Linked DNA regions of Mus musculus: regions 1 and 3 are each linked to region 2. The links are chromatin contacts, called in public HiChIP or PLAC-seq maps. All regions are on one chromosome and are shown on one strand. Each heading gives the region's core, a stretch centred on a gene start, on an enhancer-like site or on the middle of the called end of the contact. The rest is flanking DNA. Distances are from core to core; before and after follow the strand shown. Region 1 overlaps Gm36470 (predicted gene, 36470). Region 2 overlaps Cdk6 (cyclin-dependent kinase 6). Region 3 overlaps Cdk6 (cyclin-dependent kinase 6).

What was found. HiChIP or PLAC-seq counts read pairs in DNA pulled down with a chosen protein or histone mark.
Region 1: a FOXA1 HiChIP or PLAC-seq map of pancreatic cancer cells shows a contact between it and region 2. The contact joins two enhancer-like sites. A contact is called at or near these places in 3 of 484 Hi-C or Micro-C datasets (bone marrow-derived macrophages, double positive thymocytes and nephron progenitors), 1 of 115 datasets of contacts at active chromatin or transcription factors (pancreatic cancer cells) and 1 of 9 other capture datasets (embryonic tail).
Region 3: a contact with region 2 is called in an H3K27ac HiChIP or PLAC-seq map of microglia, with 7 times the contacts expected there. The contact joins two enhancer-like sites. A contact is called at or near these places in 2 of 15 datasets of contacts at CTCF or cohesin (CD8 T cells and the NIH/3T3 cell line), 36 of 484 Hi-C or Micro-C datasets (3T3-L1-derived adipocytes, the AML12 cell line, B cells and 27 more), 14 of 115 datasets of contacts at active chromatin or transcription factors (the 230-238 cell line, CD8 T cells, acute myeloid leukemia and 10 more) and 1 of 9 other capture datasets (bone marrow-derived macrophages).

What each region holds. Positions count from the first base shown.
Region 1 is chr5:3,320,357-3,323,980 of GRCm38.p6, forward strand. The region is part of intron 2 of Gm36470 (predicted gene, 36470); the gene reads right to left. Among named protein-coding and RNA genes, the nearest start is that of Gm36470, 21 kb to the right of the region's middle. Within about 2 kb of position 1,900, at least 27 of the 459 cell types and tissues checked have an H3K27ac peak or open chromatin away from gene starts, as enhancers often do. A contact at or near this core is called in pancreatic cancer cells, where this site is marked.
Region 2 is chr5:3,499,570-3,502,945 of GRCm38.p6, forward strand. The region is part of intron 5 of Cdk6 (cyclin-dependent kinase 6); the gene reads left to right. Among named protein-coding and RNA genes, the nearest start is that of Fam133b, 43 kb to the right of the region's middle. Within about 2 kb of position 2,117, at least 196 of the 459 cell types and tissues checked have an H3K27ac peak or open chromatin away from gene starts, as enhancers often do. A contact at or near this core is called in Kupffer cells, bone marrow-derived macrophages, heart atrium and 3 more, where this site is marked.
Region 3 is chr5:3,367,085-3,370,546 of GRCm38.p6, forward strand. The region is part of intron 2 of Cdk6 (cyclin-dependent kinase 6); the gene reads left to right. Among named protein-coding and RNA genes, the nearest start is that of Cdk6, 25 kb to the left of the region's middle. Within about 2 kb of position 2,132, at least 31 of the 459 cell types and tissues checked have an H3K27ac peak or open chromatin away from gene starts, as enhancers often do. A contact at or near this core is called in Kupffer cells, bone marrow-derived macrophages, heart atrium and 2 more, where this site is marked.

The DNA of each region.
Region 1 (3,624 bases), core at 650-3,149, 180 kb before region 2:
TCTACACTGGTTCCTCCAGCCCTGAACCCCCATCTGCTTAACACTCTCCAAAAGAGCAAATGCCCAATAGGTAATTAATGAGCTGTGAAATGCCTTCACAGTCAGGTGCCTTCTCTCTGTCAAAGAGGCCCTCCCAACACACCCCATTCTGGAAGGAATACAAAGATGAGCTGGAGGGAGGGGAGGGGGGAGGGAAGACTTTAATTATTCGTATTGAGATGAGCAATGGTGAGTTCACTTATCAAAATCATTAAAAATACTTAAAATTGGAGAGTAAGAGTGGCTTCTAAATACTGAAAATGAGATGTGTGATTTCTGAAATAGGTAAAACGGAGAGTGAATAACATATAAAGCTTTAAGAGGTGTCGGAAGCAAGATATAGACTAAGGGGAGTTATACATGGGTTGGTAACTGGGTAATACCCATAGCACAGCCTGTAGTACTTTGATCAGAGATGAAGAGAGAGAATAGAGGGACAGAAGGATCACAAATTAAGGGACAGTAAGGACAACAGTCATAGCTGTATTTGCTTGCCTGAAGCAACCCAGTTTTGACAGCTTGCCACCTTTTTTAAAGTAGGAGTATTTCATAGAATTACTGTGATGATTAATCTCCACTGTCAACTTGATTGGATTAAGAAACACCTAGAACAGTAATGAGGTGCTCCTTTGTGTGTTTGTGGTGGAGAAAGTGCTACCCTAAATGTGAGAGACATCTCTCCCAAGGAGTGGGGGCCAAGAACCCAATGAAAAGAGAAAATGGAGAAAGCTGATGAGATGGCGTTCCTCTCGGCTTCTGAATTCACCACGATGTGAGCAGATTCCCACCATCTCATCTAAGAACCTATCTCTAGGCTTGAGTAACAGTAGACTGTGGTCATTATTGGCCACAGTAAATCCTTCCTTCCCTAAGTTGCATTTGTCAGGTATTTGGTCATAGCAACAAGAAAACAACAAACGCAAACACTAACTTGTGTTACTAATGGAGAACTCACAAAATAATTCAGCTCTCTGGAGTTGGAGAGCTATCCCAGCATAGATGAGTACTGGCTGCTCTTCCAGAAGGTACAGGTTCAATTCCCTGCATCTACATGGCAGCCCGCAACCATCTGTAATGCCAGTTCCAGTGAATCTGACATCACTTCTGGCCTCTGTGGGACCTGCACACACATGGTGAACAGACAAACATGCAAGCAAAATGCCCATACACATAAAAATTTTTAATTAAATATTTTTTTTTAAATATGAAACAATGTGGAGGTTCTGAGACAAGTTCACTCAGACCAGCACTTCACTTTAGATCCCAGGGGCATGCCTATATGGATGACTTCTGTAGAGTGAAGGTACATTACTGTACAAACCAACGAGGATAAAGGAAAAGAGAGAAACGTGGTTCTTCTTTGGGGACTTGTTTTGTTGGAGGTGGGGAGTCTCTCTGTGAAATCAAGCCTGGCCAAACTCAATATATAAGCTAGATGGCCTCCAACTTCAGGTCTTCCTGCCTCGGCTTCTTGAGAGCTATGATTACAGACATGCCTCAACACACCAGCTAAGAGCTGGCTCTGATCTTCCCCAACAATTCCCCAGCCTACCCTCCAGTCTGCTCAGCTAATGGAAACTCTTATGTTTTCCACTGTCCCATAACTTCTTGGTAATGAAGAAACCGTCAACAGAAGACCCTGTGGTTCTTGGAACTGGCAGGCTTTTTATACTGTTTTCTTCTTCTTCTTTTTTTTTTTAAGTGTATTTGCTAAGCAACTTTGGTTACCTTTTTTCTGATTCTCTCTGTTCTAATAAATGGAGTTAATAATTATATCAAATTCCAGGGTGTGTGATGTTACACATTTATTGGCATTCCAGTGCGGTGAGTGAGTAAGCACAGTCATCACTGTGCTCCGTCTTTTCCTTGTAATTCCTTGCTCACTCAGATTCACTTTCCCACAAAGCAAGACGTTTTATTGCTGACTTAATATAATCTTCTCTCACAATTGCAGTTTCCCGGCCATCTTTGCAGGTGGTAGCTACAGTTAGTGAAATGTTCACAGGGAAGTTACGAGGGCTTAGTAAATATCGTAACTTAGCTTTTCAAAACAAAGGCACAATTTGGCATCTAAAAATAAGCTAACTGCTGAAAATAACTAAAAATATAAACTAAAGAGGCTTTTAAAAAAAGACCAGTTATTTAATATTTATTTAGTACCCTCTGTTTAGAGTGGCCTTGAATGGATGTCAATGGTGAATAAGAAGAGCCATGCTTTTGATTTATACAGCACTCTGACTTCATGTATGTCTGGAGGCCAGAAGATTATTGTAGACAATATTACATATCTCATTATAGATGGCCATGAGCCACCATGTGGTTGTTGGGAATTGAACTCAGAACCTCTGGAAGAATAGTCAGTGCTCTTAACCTCTGAGTCATCTCTCCAGCACCATGCTTTTGATTCATTCTCACTCTAGTAGAGACAGGAAGGTAAGGAGACTCATTAATACTCAGGCTACATGATGGGAGAGGGCACTGCAAAGTCCTAGTTCCACCTGAAGACAGTATCCAGTGCTTTCTCCTTCATCTTCAGGACAGAGTTGAAGCTTCCACATTCCCACAGAAGACAAGGTGAAGTGCTCTATAGGAGTTCTTAGTCCACCGAGCAAGACGTTTCAACCACAGTACAATAAGACAAGGGCTTGAGAGAAAGCATACCTAAAATGCTGTGCAAACGTCAAAGGCAGAGCAATAGGTGGTTTGGAGGTGGGTAGGAGAGAGGGACTGTGGTCTGTGAAGAGGAGAGCAATAGAAAACTTGTGACCTTGGGGCTCCAAGTAAAAGAAGAATAAAGATTCGCTGAGCAAAGCAATAGAGATGGAGAAAGCTGAGCATTCCAGGGAAGGGGAGAACCTTGAGATGAGCTTTAAAGGCACAATGGGGAACATTCTCAAATAGGTAACTATATATGGGTGGGAGGCCAGAGGTAATTAGGAAGCGAGGCTTGGCCATAGGATGAAGGGGATCATATGCGAACTAAGGAATTCTGACTGGATTGTTTCTTGTAGGCCATGGGGAACTGTAGGTCTTTAATCCTCTATGTGGTGTAATCAGAAGGATGGCTGAGCTAGAGTCCTGCCACTTCATTCTAGACTAAAACAAGAAGGGGGGTGCGGGGGGAGGGGGAAGGAAGAGGGCAGAAGAAAGCTTCTCAGGAGGCAGGACTGAAAGGAAACAAGTAGGAAGGCCACACCCCTCCTGGACATCTCAGAGGATGATGGGTTCTCAATGAGCCAGGAGTACAGGTAGAGAAATCTGTAACAGTAATCCACAGGAAGGGATCACACTGACTATCCAAGTATGCTGAATTTTGTGGCTCCTCTCTGGATAATTACTATGATCTGTTGGAGATAAAGACCTGGAGAAAAATTCAGATGTGAAAGTCCCAGGAGTGTAAAAGCTAACCTAGAATAGGAAAGAGGAGGAAAAAAAGGAGAGAGAGAGAGAGAGAGAGAATGCTTAAGAACTTAACTTCTAAGGGACAGATAAATGGAGTCAACTAGAAGAGACAGAAAACAGATACAAAGGTGTTGTGTGACAAAACTTTTCCTGGGGAGATGCAACACACCTTTCTACTCATCC
Region 2 (3,376 bases), core at 867-3,366:
TATTCTCTCAAAATACATAACCAACTTGTATATATGCCACTGGACAATGCACTGGCTGTTTATTACATACAGTTTTACAGTCTGCTATTTGATTTTTTTTAACTGAAAGTATTAATTCCTGTCACTAAACTAGGAATCATGTTTACCCAGCAGGGTATGCTAGAGAGTTAGTTGATATAATACATGTAAAGTAGCCCTTTCCTGCAATAAGTTCTTGGTAATTGACACTTGGTGGTGTTCTCTATGTCTTTTTAGGTAACAACACTTTTTTTAAATAGATTTTAATGGAAATAGAATTATGTCACTCCCCCATTTTCCCTCCAATCCCTCCCATACACCCCCTACTCTCCAGCTATTATTATATTCACATACAATATATATGTGTGCTTATATCTATTTGTATGTATATGTATATATATTATAAATACACCCTACTGAATCTGGGGTGGTGGTGGTGGTTGTGGTGGTGGTGGTGGTGGTCGTTGTTGTTGTTATTTACATGCATATGGTTCCAAGGCTGACCACTCCACATTGGACTGCCGATAAGGGGTCCTTCCCTGGGAGAGGCTAACAATTCTCCTTCTCCCAGCAACCATTAGTTGCCAGTGTTTTTTTGTTTGGTGAGTAGGATCCTGTGAAACTTTCTCCTTTCCAGATTAATATGACTATGGATACTTCTGGTTTTCTGGTCTTCTTTATGCATCCATTCCCAGGAGAAACTGTTTCAGTGCTGGCTTCTTGGTATTCTGACTCTTAAAACATTTCCATCCTTCTTCCTCCATGTTCCTGAGCCACTGATTCGGGAGCTGTGGTGTAGCTGTGGCACTTGGCTCCCCATGCTCCATTGATCTTTGCCTTGCGCCCAGTTGTTTTCTGTGATACTCTTCATCTGCTGTGAAGAGAGACCTCTTTGAGGGGTGGCAGTTACATTTATCTGTGGGTATAGGATAAGATTCAGATTGTAGTAAGAAATCATTCCGGTCTAGCGAAGTGGAGGTAATAGACTCTTTTCTAAGGTCCATGATCTCACTAGCTCTGTGGCTTCTCTGCCTCCACCCTCCAAGGCTGCCTCACCCACCCTACATTTAAGTAGGTTTTGAACATCTCAACTCCGATTCTTGTGCTTATTCGGCAAGCATTCTAACTGCTGAGCCACCTCCCCTACCCTACCCTACCCTCCCCCCTAAAATCATAATTCATGATTTTCATCTCATTTCTCTAAGCTAGATTATCTGGGCTCAGTGTCAGCGCTGCAGATTGAGAAAGAAATTCATGGAAACACTACCACTGGTAAACAAACATAAACAAAAAATGTTCACATCTGCTAACAAAACTCTGTTAATATATTCAGAAATGACTATGTTTTGTTGATAGTTGTATTGTCAGGATCCAAACAAAATTCAGTAATGAGTTTTGAACATTAGGTAAATGTTCTCTGAAGAGATTTTTTTAAATGGCCATAATGTCAGACCTTCGGTTAGCTATGTAATCTCTCAGAGTCTCAGTGTGTCTCCATCAATATAAGGAGAGTGTGCAAGAGGAGTTGGTGGCAGGGGCGGTGGCAGCTGGTTGGTGGCAGGGGCGGTGGCAGCTGGTAAGCCTTATTTCTTTAGGCAGATGACAGGGAATATACCTGTTCCTGTGCATGTCATTTTCCAGATTGTAGCGGCTCTAAAGTTATCTGGTGACCTTTGTAAACAGCATAGCAGAGCACCATGGGTGAATTAAACCTAGAGAGATTTGGTCCAGGGAAAGGAGCAAAACACCAGTATTAAATCTTCCTTGCAAAATTAGTCATAATGAAACCAAGGAAGTTGGGGGAAGGGAAAGGGTGCTGTGAGATTAACAGAGAATGAGAGGTTTTGGAGCGAGTGGGAATGTCTTGCATTTGCCACCTTCCTGGCAGGGTTGCTTCCGCCAGGCAGACTTTTCTGCCCTTCCACGGTGCTAACTGCTTTGTTCGTGTGGTTTATTAATTTTATAGTACTCTGGTCTGTGCCACAGCATGGTCAGAAGCTGAGACAACGGGTTTTTACAGATGAGCAGAGGTTAAGTACCCACTTGCTCTCCTTGCTGTGTTAATCAGTTACAGAGCCAGTGTTAGGAGCCCGGGTCATCTAGTCTCTTGGCTTCTGTGGCTTTCCCGTTACATGATTCAGTATCCTAGAGCCTCAGCAGTGGACACAGTCCTGTCCCCCTCGAGAGACAGCACTTCCGCCTGGCAAAGCTAGATTCAATCCCCAGGGGGTGGGTGGGGGAGCAATAAATCATGCACCAAAAATAACACCTTCACTGCTAAATTCCACTTAGTAGGTGATTTCCCAAGGATGAGCCAGTGCAGTGAATCATCGCCCTGAGAGCTGATTCGAACAGTAGTTCTGTTTTATTTACTACCTCGTGGTTTTTAACCTTTAGAGCCTTCCTGGGAGGGTCAGAGTCTCCTCACCATGAATATAAAACAGACTCTGCTTATAAGCCTTCAAGGGTCCCTTTTCCTTTTGTTTTGTTTTTTGTTTTTTTTTTCCTCCTTTCCACTTAAAACATCCCATGATCAGGAGGACCCAGGCAGAACAACAGCTAACTTTCTGAGGTGTTGATTGTGCAGGAGCAAACCTGGCACCCTGCAGATGCTATAAACTGGCATCCATGGCCTCCCTGGGCTTCCTGGGCACAGACTCACGTGCACAAACACTCTCACACTCAAAATGACACTTTTTTAAAAATTTAAAACGTTGGGGTTGGGAGCTCCCCCAGTCAAGAAGGTTAGGCAAGCATGAGAATTGTTAGGCAAGCATGAGAATTTAATCTTGGCTCCCTAGCACCCACACAGAAACTGGATCTGGTACCTTACTCCTGAAATCCTGGTACTGGAGACGTGGGTCCCAGAGGATTCCCTGAGCTTTTTAGATGAGTTTTATAAGTGAGGGACCCAGTCTCAAAAGACAAAGCCGAGAGCCATTAAGTGTAAGGGAGCCTCAGCGCAGTTCTGTTCAGATGGCACGAAAGAGTGGAAGAAATTCAGATCCCCTTTCCATTCACATATTACCTGGTTTGAAGGCAGTTTAAGAAAATGACACACTCCGCTATAAATACCTCAGGACAGTTTGTCCACATTGACACTTCCATTTCCTAAAATGAAAACCTCACTGGCCCACAGGGATGAGGGGAAGTGTGGGGGGAAGGGGGAGGCTGGCTTTGTTCACCAGGGTTATTTCAACAAGCACATCCGAACGCTAGGAACTTCCTCTGATGACTCAAGACAGTTGTCAAACACCAGCGTTCCTCTGTTTGACCCCTGCTGAAGTAAGATCTGGGGAAGCATGGTACAGAGTCTGAATCATGTAGCTGGTGTTTTGTCTGTATCTGAATTTACATC
Region 3 (3,462 bases), core at 882-3,381, 130 kb before region 2:
GTACACAAGTGAATGTAAAATTGCTCCTGAGGCATTTGGAAATACCTGAAGAGTTTTTTGTTAACTGTCAGAAACAGAGGGATGCCACTCTTAGGACAGTTAGGACAGTTGCTAAACAGACTGCAGTGCCAGGGATAGTGGAGAGCTCTCAGCAGAGTTATCCAGCCTTCGGTATGAGTCATGCTACCGTTGAGAAACCCTGCTTTTATACCCTGTGTGGGCATCCCATTACCATACTTTACCACCTAATGAAACGAGGACATTCGAAAACATAGTGTGCTTTCCTATCACAGAAATGAGTACACATCATAAACTCTTAAATGGTGGGGAATGCAGCTATGCCCAGATATATAGTCAGATGGTACACATAGCTGGTTGTGTAATAAGTAGGCACTCTGTGATTGGACCAGCCTTTGCTAATGCTAGAGGAGAAACAGCTTTCTGTTCATTTGAAATGAAGCATAGAAGTAGTAGATCATACTCTTTTTTTAAGATTTATTTATTATTATATCTAAGTACACTGTAGCTGTCTTCAGACACACCTGAAGAGGGCGTCTGATCTCTTTACAGATGGTTGTGAGCCACCATGTGGTTGCTGGGATTTAAACTCAGGACCTTCAGAAGAGCAGTCAGTGCTCTTAACCTCTGAGCCATCTCTCCAGCCCCTAGATCATACTTTTAATAAACTATAGAATGCTTGCAAAAAGATAGCTATTTTTATTAAAATACTAAACCATACATCCAAATACTTTGCAATGTTCCTTGAAGAATATTTGGCAACGTTTAAAGTAAAGGGATAATATGCTGTCCTTCCTAACGTTAGACTTAGAAGACACTCTTGCTGTATTCAATGGTAGAATGGACTAGGAGAGCTAGCAGTTCATGGAGAGATCCCTGGTAGGCCATGCCAACCATAACTGCTTCGTACTTGGTTTGCACCTTTTCAAAAAGAAAGATTCAAGGCTTGCCTGAGTTGACTAGCTTTTTGTTTGTTTATTTGGTTGGTTGGTTTATTTTTGTTTTGTTGTTTTGTCAACTTGCCAAAAGTTGATCATTTGAGAAGATCCCTTAATTGAGATATTGCATCCATCAGATTGGCCTACAGGCAAGTCTACGGGCTGTTGTCATGATTAAAGGTTGGTGTGGGAGCACTCAGCCCATTGGGGAGGGGAGGACAGTGCCATCGCTAGACTAGTGGTCCTGGGTGGTATGAAAAAAGCAAGCAGAGGAGGCCACAAGGAGCAAGCCAGTAAGCAGCATTCCTCATTGGCCTCTGCTTCAGTTCCTGCCTCACGTTCCTGCCCTGCATTCCCTTGGTGACTGGAACCTTCTTCTCCTGGTCAGAGTTTTTAAGCACAGCAATAGAAAAGGGAACTGGAACAAAGCTATAAAGTTCTACATCCTGTTAATTTCAGGTAATAATCAAAAGAGTTTATTTATACAAAGCAAATTGTAAAAGGTCTTTGAGGGTAATCATAATTCCAGTTCCCTCTTTATAAACTTCAGAAAGCATCCTTTTCTATGAAGGGCTTTACTCCCAGTGTTTACAGGAAAGACTTCCTGTTACAAGTCAAGACAAAAAAAGAAAGTTAATAAAATTTGTAATGTGTTAAAAATGTCATTGTTGACATATTTTGAAACTATTGTTTATCTTCTCTCTCTCTCTCTCTCTCTCTCTCTCTCTCTCTCTCTCTCTCTCTCTCTCTCTCTCTCTCTTTCTCCCTCCTTCTTTCTTTCTTTCTTTCTTTTTTCTGAGATAGGGTGTCTCTATGTAGCCCTGGCTGTCCTGGAACTCACTCTGTAGACCTGGCTGGCCTCGTACTCAGAAATCTGCCTGCCTTTGCCTCCCAAGTGCTGGGATTAAAGGCTCGCACCACCACTGCCTGTCTATTGTTTATTTTCTTGTTTTATATTTATTCTAAGGAAAATGTTTCAACATTATTCATACTAAACTTCTTCACACAATTTCCTTTTAAGATAGCTATTTGCAGATCCAGAAAGGAAACCCATTTGGAAGTTTCCCGGTGAAACTTTTTAATTTACTTGTATTAGTATTTAAGCATCAGGCTTTGGGCAAAATAAAGTGTTCCTTTTTTCTCCTTTCACATCCTGTCCCTGCCCCGCTCCTGTCCATGCCCCCATCCTCCAGACCCCACCCCCAAGTGGAAGTTTGAGTTTATGCAGCAGTGGGGTTTAGCCTCCAAATAGAAAGCGGGTTTTTGATGTCTTTTTGTGTATGTGGAAAAAGCTAGGAAGTTGGTTCTGGAATTTTCATGTCCCTCAGGTCCATGAATCATGAGATGAATAGAAAATTCACAGGGAGGATAAATGTCTTTGATTTTCTGAAAGAGAAGCCTTGTGGAGAAAGAAAACTTGGAAGCCCTAAGCAAGGGTTACAGGAAGTGCAGGGAGTGGCGCTCCTAAGAGGGCCCAGACAGTGGAGGAATCTGACGTAGTCAGCAGCCGTGGTTCCTTTAAATATCTTCCCTTACTCGTTAATAAATGAAGACTCCATGGAGTTCTTAGGTCAGCACGTCTCGGGAAGTGTCATGTCTAACAGATTATTCTTTATATATATATATATACATATATATATATATATATATATACACACACACACACATACACACATACATATATTTTATGCTAGTAAGAATGGGTTAATTCACTGGGATGCCAATACTTGTAAAATGTTGCGTAACATTTTTTGCAAAAACTCATGCATTTTTACTTCAAACATAGATCTAAAATGACCAGAATAGATCTGTATAATAAAACTGGGTCAGTTCTCTGGTATTCTCCCTGTCTCCCCCTTATATCTGTTTCCTCACCTCTTCTTTTCCATTCTTGCTTTTTCCTTCCTTCTCTCTGCCTCTATTTTCTTCTCCTTTCTGCTTTCTCCTTTTCCTTTCTCATTTTAATCGGTATTTTACCCTTTCAGGTCTTCTGTTTAATGTTTCTTGCTTTCTGTTTTTTTAAAACATAATTATTTCCCCTTTCCTCTTCTCATCTGCACTTTCTGGCTGGGGGTTGGTCTGTTGCTATGCATACAAATGCTAAAGTCTGAATCCCAAGATCTGGTTGCCATCTAGATGAGTGACTTCTCTCATACCAGTCTTTGCTATGTAAACCTTGCTCCCCAGTTTAAAAGCTGATTGGTTAATAAAAGGCATGTGATTGGGCAGTGGAGTAAGGAAGGTGGGACTTGAGGATTGAGTGATGGGGAAGAGCCAGAAAGAAGAGGACAGAGAGGAGGTCCCCATGAGGCCTGATGGATCATGAGTATGTGTCCAGGAGAAATGCACCCTGAGGGCAGACTGATGGAGCAGAAGCAGCCAGGGAGACTCAAACAGTGAGTGACAAGGAGCATACAGTAGGGATACAGGTGCGAACAGCATAGAACCTGTCCAATCTAGGATCATATATTATAAATACAATACCAGGTTTCTGTGTCTTTTATAA